Regions from separate parts of the Mus musculus genome. Here region 1 is linked to region 2. Evidence: chromatin contacts called from public HiChIP or PLAC-seq data. All regions are on one chromosome and are shown on one strand. The core of a region is the stretch at or near the end of the contact, and the rest is flanking DNA. Distances in the headings are between cores, read along the strand shown.

Region 1 (2,965 bases), core at 386-2,885, 210 kb before region 2:
ACTTCCGGTTTTATGATTAATGGATGTTTGGGTTTGTCCAAGGTTTTGAAAAAAGTGCAACAATGAACATTCTCATATCCAGTACTTGGCATGCACGGGTTTGCCCTCCGGTGGGTCTGCACCTGGTCGAGGAATTTGCTGGGTCAGAAGGTGAGCACACAGCTAGCTTTCAGAAAGATTGCCATATGATTTTCCAAAGAGGAAATACCACTAGAGTGATTTAAACATTTTTGTCCTTATCAGATGGACACACAAGCAAATAAATAAATAAATAAATTTACATTAAATATACCATGGGGCTGAGAGACAGCTCACAGTTAAAAGTGCTTATAGCTCTTGCAGAAAACACAAGTTCAGTCCCTAGCAGCGACACTGGGCAGCTCACACGCACCTGTAACTCCAGCTCCAGAAACCTAGCACTCTCTTCTGTCCTCCATGGACAACTGCACAGTGAGGCACACTCACAAGGACACATACACATGATCTTGTAATTAAATGGCTTATAAAAAGTATCAGAAGTCCATTCACGGTATCAGAAATAGAGTTAAAAAGGCTTAATGATCATCTGAATGTTTTCAAAGCCTCGTGTAATTCCTCGTGGAAGAAAGGTTCTCCAAAGGAGTTTATATAAAGTAGTGGGACTTTGGGTGAGCATAGGAATTTCCAGTCCTCACACTGCTCAGTGAGACCCAGACAGAGCTCCCAGGCCTCGGGGCCTTGGGCTTTTCACCTCCACAGTCACCTCGGTGATGACAAGGTTGTACTAGTAAACTCCAAGTTCTATTTAAGGCACTATAGTGTGTGGTACAGATAAGAGGCTATTTCTGGCCTCTGAGAGATAGAAGGGACTCACTTCAACAAGTTCACTATATAATTATTCACCCAAAGCTAAAATGCAAGAACAGGGTATGTACTTTGCTGCAAAATATAAAACCAACAGTACCAAAAAAAAAAAAAAAAAAAAGGCAGATGACCTGGCCAGACACAGCAGGACACACAGGGAAGCTGTAACATTGGCTCAGGATAAAGAAACTTTTAGGGGGAAGGATTTGAAAATATTTGGCTATGATTATAATCATGAAAATTAAGATGTCTAAAGTTATTGTATTAAGACGTACTTTTCCACATCTACTCTCAATCTTCTCTTTCACTAGGGTCATCCCCTCTATTCTCTTCTACCAAGAAGTAGTTTGACCTTTCCCCTCTATTTTTACTGTAACCCCCCCCCCCAATAGCTGGGTTCCTTTATATTTTTCCCCCAAGATGAAACCTTATGTTTTCAGCCCTCAGTTATTGTTTGAAACTGCACTTTGAACCACCTGCCATTAGTTTTAAAATGAAACTTTCTATCACCATTTCTAAGTGCTTTTGTACTTAAGTATGTCCTTTTTCTCTATTTTTGACTCTGTATAATAACGAATTTTAAAATAAACTGACACATGGTTGTATGTCAAGCAAAACCCCAACCTGGGGCCACGGATACATCTCTGTTATTCTTGTGAGCTTTTAAAATTCCACTGGCATCTCTCCTGCTGCTTGATACTTGAAGATAGGCTTTAAAGGGACTACACCCTGTCATGTGTCTAACATTAGCTTCTTTGTCTTTGCTTTGTAGTGTTTAAACAAGAAAGCAAGTCGAGCCAGCTGTATAAGCAACATGGGAAGCCCTGGGGTGGCTCTTCAGCCGCCCCTCCTTAACCTGTTGACACAGACAGTTAAGACTGGGGCGCGGGGGGGGGGGGGGGGGGGGGGCTGCACGCTGGATTCTGCACCAATAAGGGCATCTTTTGTAGTTCTGTAGTTTGGAAACTTCATGTAGACACAGAAGGAAGAAACCAGCAGCAGACACCAGAGCTCAGAAGACACATCACTGGTAGTTTGAGTATGCTCGGAACTGGGTAGGCTCTGAACTGGGTTCTGAGTATCTAACCCAAGGAAGGCAAAAGGGAAAGGGGAAAGGTTCTTTTTATTTAAAATCTAAAAAACGACAAAAGAGGCTGGCAGCAGCCTCATTTACATCTGTGAATAGGGGCTGAAGCCATAGCTGAAGATAACTGGCAAGTCAAAGGGGCAGGATTACCTTGTCCTGCCATTTGTGGGCGCATTTACATATGAACAGTCAAGAGAAAGGGGTGCATACTCTGGCTCATGCCAATCCACTTAGGAAACAGAGTGGTGAAAAGAGTCTCTTTGGCACTGCAGTATGACAAATACGGTCAGATGTTCAGGGGCCATATAGCATTTAACACACATAGAACAGCAAGAAAACTTGTGGTTAACAAGGACTGGGTGTAACCAGGCTCCAGACATGCCTGCTGCATTGTCCCACTGAAAGTTCCTAAGGCTCTGGGGGGCGGGGGGGGCTAGGAACCACCCATTTAAGAGATACAAAGAGCTAGATTTGTCCACTGCATGTACCTCTACTGACAGAGCCAAAGTTATTAGTGATTAGAAATCCCACTCCTACCCCCCCCCCCCGCGCCCCCAGTCTGTACCTCTCCTACACAGGCTGTGCTCCAGTGGATATTTTCAAATCTAGTAGAAACTAGTGAATTATACACATGAGACTTGGATGTGATAATTATGCAGAGAAAACAAGCTATTTTGACATAATTATAAGGCTGTATAAGTAAACATAATTCCAGATGATTACATGATAAGCCCTAAATACCAAGACTTGATATCTTACATTACTTTTTAAATATATCCCTGATTCTCAGAGAGTCATTCTAGTAACAGAGAAATAAAGGAGGGTGGCAAACTAGAAGAAAGGATATGCAGGTTTTTATTCAGAGGTAAAAGATGAAATGGTCTTGGGGGGTGGGGGGACTCAAAGCAGATCTGTGTTATCAAGCACACTGAGTGCTAAATAGGAAAGGAACTAGAATGACAAATGCCTGCCCATGTGGCCATCCAATCGAAATGCGCAGCAGGTGTGCTTTACTCTAAAACCCGGACTTCTCTG
Region 2 (3,087 bases), core at 519-3,018:
CCTCCTGGTACTTTCAGTTCCCAGCAGCTCTCCAAAAGCCCACTTGTCCCTTCAAGAAGTCTCTGGGGGTCCTCAGCCCTGGAGAGCTCTTCTCCAATCTCTCAGTAGTGTTTTAGAGCTCATCTCAGAGCAGAGAAGGCACCAAGTTTTACAAAGATAGCCAAACAATAGCATCGCTTTTGGGATAACTTTCCCATGTAGGTCTCAGCTCCGAAGCAAGTCAATATAGCACCACACTGTGGCCTGCTCCCAAACTGCTTTCCCTCTTTCATTCTTTCATGGCATAATTTTATAAAAGTAGAACCTAGGCCATGACATTCCTTAAAAACCAAGTTGTAGATCAATTCACAAAATACAACCATTCAGAGATGCCAAACAGGAGAATTCCGCCTTTTCTTAAGTTCAAGTTCTTTACCCTAAAAATACCAAATTATGAAACCTAACACGTGTTCACTTTGGAAACTGGAACCATGAATGCTGTATCTGTGGGGGTTTTTTGTTTTTGTTATTTTGTTTTGTTTTTTGGTTTGTTTTTTTTAAGAATTCCAAGTTTTTGGTTTTGTTTTTCCTAATGGAAGAACATCTCATAGTATGAGTTTAAGTACTTAGTAACTCCATTTTTGCTCTGTCTCAATATAATCTCTAGACACAATTTCCTCCCTAGGTAATGGGGAGATTGAAGGACAGGGTCACCTCAATCTAAGAAAGTCGGAATCTAAAAAGTCCCATCTTCCCTCTGAGAAGGCATCCACATCAAGGAGGGAAAGGTAAGTTTTCTTTAGTTTAGGGTTGAGCCTTCTCTCTTAGCCCTCAATTCCTAATCCCGGGGATGAAGTGGGGAGTCAGGCAGCAAGTCTGATTAGCCTTTCTGAATCTCAGAATCATTTCATTTGTTTTCTTTCTTTCTTTTTTTTTTTTTTTCTTTTCGGTTTTTTCGAGACAGGGTTTCTCTTTATAGCCCTGGCTGTCCTGGAACTCACTTTGTAGACCAGGCTGGCCTCGAACTCAGAAACCCGCCTGCCTCTGCCTCCCAAGTGCTGGGATTAAAGGCGTGCGCCACCACGCCCGACCTCAGAATCACTTCTAAAACGGGGATTTTGACATTACCTTAAAGGACTGTAGTGAGGTAAAGTGGGACGAGTGACACATACCCGTATGAGAAGCGCAGGCAGGAAGATCTCAACAACATAACCGGTTCCTGAGCAGTGTCGGCTATACGAGACTTGGTCAAAAAAAGGCAAAGAAAACGAAGAAAGACTGATAGACAGACAGACAGGTACACAGAAAACCTAAACGCACTCACCCCACCCCCACCACACCCAACTGCAATGCTTGGATACTGGCTATTTACAGAATCACACTTGGCGGCACAGCATCAGGGATGCTGAACCCAATACCGCTTCTCAAGCCAAACTAAAAGCAGCCAATCCGAGGTGTGGATCCGCCGCAAGGGGACAATAGGCTCCGCCTTCGATTTGTTCGAAAGGCATGCTGGGAATTGCAGTGCATGGGGCGGTCCTTCACCGAGGTGGCTGGCCGCTTCCGGTGAGGACAATATACAGCCAGTTTCCATGAGGCCATGAGACAGGCAGAAGTGGAGTGGCCAACAACAACTCCTCTTTCCCGCAGCCGCTGGAGCCATACCTGAAGGCGGCTATGGGAAGACGGAGCCCAAAGCAGAGACGCGAGCATCGCTAAGGGACCTGGGAGAGGCGGGGCTTTTCGCCTCTCGGAGGGCCCCGCCCAGATTACGTCACTTCCGTAAACAAAGGGCGCTTGCCTGGGTTTGTGACCCAGGCAGACGAGCTGGGCTCTTGATGCAGCCCTGGCGGAGGCTTTGAACGCTCTCTTACTTTTCCTAGCCGAGGAAGGGTAACCACAGCCTTTTCTCCCTCCGGTATGTAATGGGGTAAGGGGACCCCGCAACCTGTTCATTCGAGCCCCTCAGCACCTGCTCTGGTCACCGCTGAGTGTAGATGGGTCATCGCAGGGCTGGGTTGCGGAAGGGAAATGAATGAGGCAAAGTCCAGAGGCACCTCTGGTGATTCTGGTTGGCAGCGAGGCCTGACATTCAACCGTGAGCAGTTCGTCCCCTCTGGAAAGGTCCCTCGTGTTTGTCATACAAGAAGGATTTCAGGGTCTTGTGACAGATGTTATCTTTCAGAAAAGAGGACATCGCAAGCTTGGTCCCTCGGGGACCATTGGTTTATTGGCGATGCTTTATGTATTAACTGGTTTTTGCTTTTTCCTCCTCTTTTGTTACCAAATGTGTATTAGCATCCATAGATTTGAAGGTTAGCGTGTTTATATGTATCACCAATTATACAGATCCTCATCTCTTGGAAACCTGCTCCGTCATCTTCAAAGTTTTATTTAATCTGTATTACAGCTAAACAATTCCCGAATGACTCAAGTGGATTCGCTCTTGGTATCTGAGACAAGAGACTGAATGCTGTACCCTTTTCCAAGAAAAACCCACATCAGCTAGCAAAACAAAAATAAATTACCTGTATAATTCCCGACTAATTCTTTTAGGAGTGACAGAAGTCAGTTTCAGTCTTTTAAAATAGTCATGGCAGGACTAAATTCAACACTTTTAGATTTTAAATTTTATTAGATGACTGTGTACAGGTGCACACTGTGCCCCTGGAGGCCAGAAGAGGGCACTGGATACCTTGGGACAGAAGTTACTGTCATAAGCAGCATTGTTGGGCCTGGAAATCAAAAGAGACCTCCGAAAAGAGTAGTCAGTGCTCTTAACTGCAGAGCCATCTCTTAAGCCCCACAGTATTTTTTAAACGACCAGAGATCCTGAGTTCAATTCCCAGAAACCACATGATGGCTCACAATCATCTGTAATGGGATCTGATGCCCTCTTCTGGTGTGTTTAAAGAGAGTAACACTATACTCACATACATAAAGTAAATCTTTTTAAATTCATAGTGCAGTTAACGATTTGAAGGGGGGAACAGGTATGCATTTTCTGACACTTTTTTGTGATAAATTAATAATAGAATTAAGAAAATTCAAATCGAAAGAGCTAGACTTGTGGCACATGCCCATCCTTCCAGGACTCACTCAAGAGCC

Evidence for each region. HiChIP or PLAC-seq counts read pairs in DNA pulled down with a chosen protein or histone mark.
Region 1: an H3K4me3 HiChIP or PLAC-seq map of embryonic stem cells shows a contact between it and region 2, with 17 read pairs. The contact joins the enhancer-like site here to the promoter of Ccdc28a in region 2. A contact is called at or near these places in 3 of 39 promoter capture datasets (embryonic stem cells, liver and neural stem cells), 7 of 484 Hi-C or Micro-C datasets (the C2C12 cell line, the N1E-115 cell line, cortical neurons and 2 more), 5 of 115 datasets of contacts at active chromatin or transcription factors (a colorectal cancer cell line, embryonic stem cells and stem cell-derived neural progenitor cells) and 1 of 9 other capture datasets (adipose tissue).

The regions. Positions count from the first base shown.
Region 1 is chr10:18,445,306-18,448,270 of GRCm38.p6, reverse strand. All of the region lies in intron 1 of Nhsl1 (NHS-like 1), which reads right to left. Among named protein-coding and RNA genes, the nearest start is that of Nhsl1, 39 kb to the right of the region's middle. Within about 2 kb of position 1,635, at least 55 of the 459 cell types and tissues checked have an H3K27ac peak or open chromatin away from gene starts, as enhancers often do. A contact at or near this core is called in embryonic stem cells, neural stem cells and stem cell-derived neural progenitor cells, where this site is marked.
Region 2 is chr10:18,233,662-18,236,748 of GRCm38.p6, reverse strand. Ccdc28a (coiled-coil domain containing 28A) reads left to right here and starts at 1,768. Exons shown (of 6, transcript NM_144820.4): 1 at 1,768-1,897.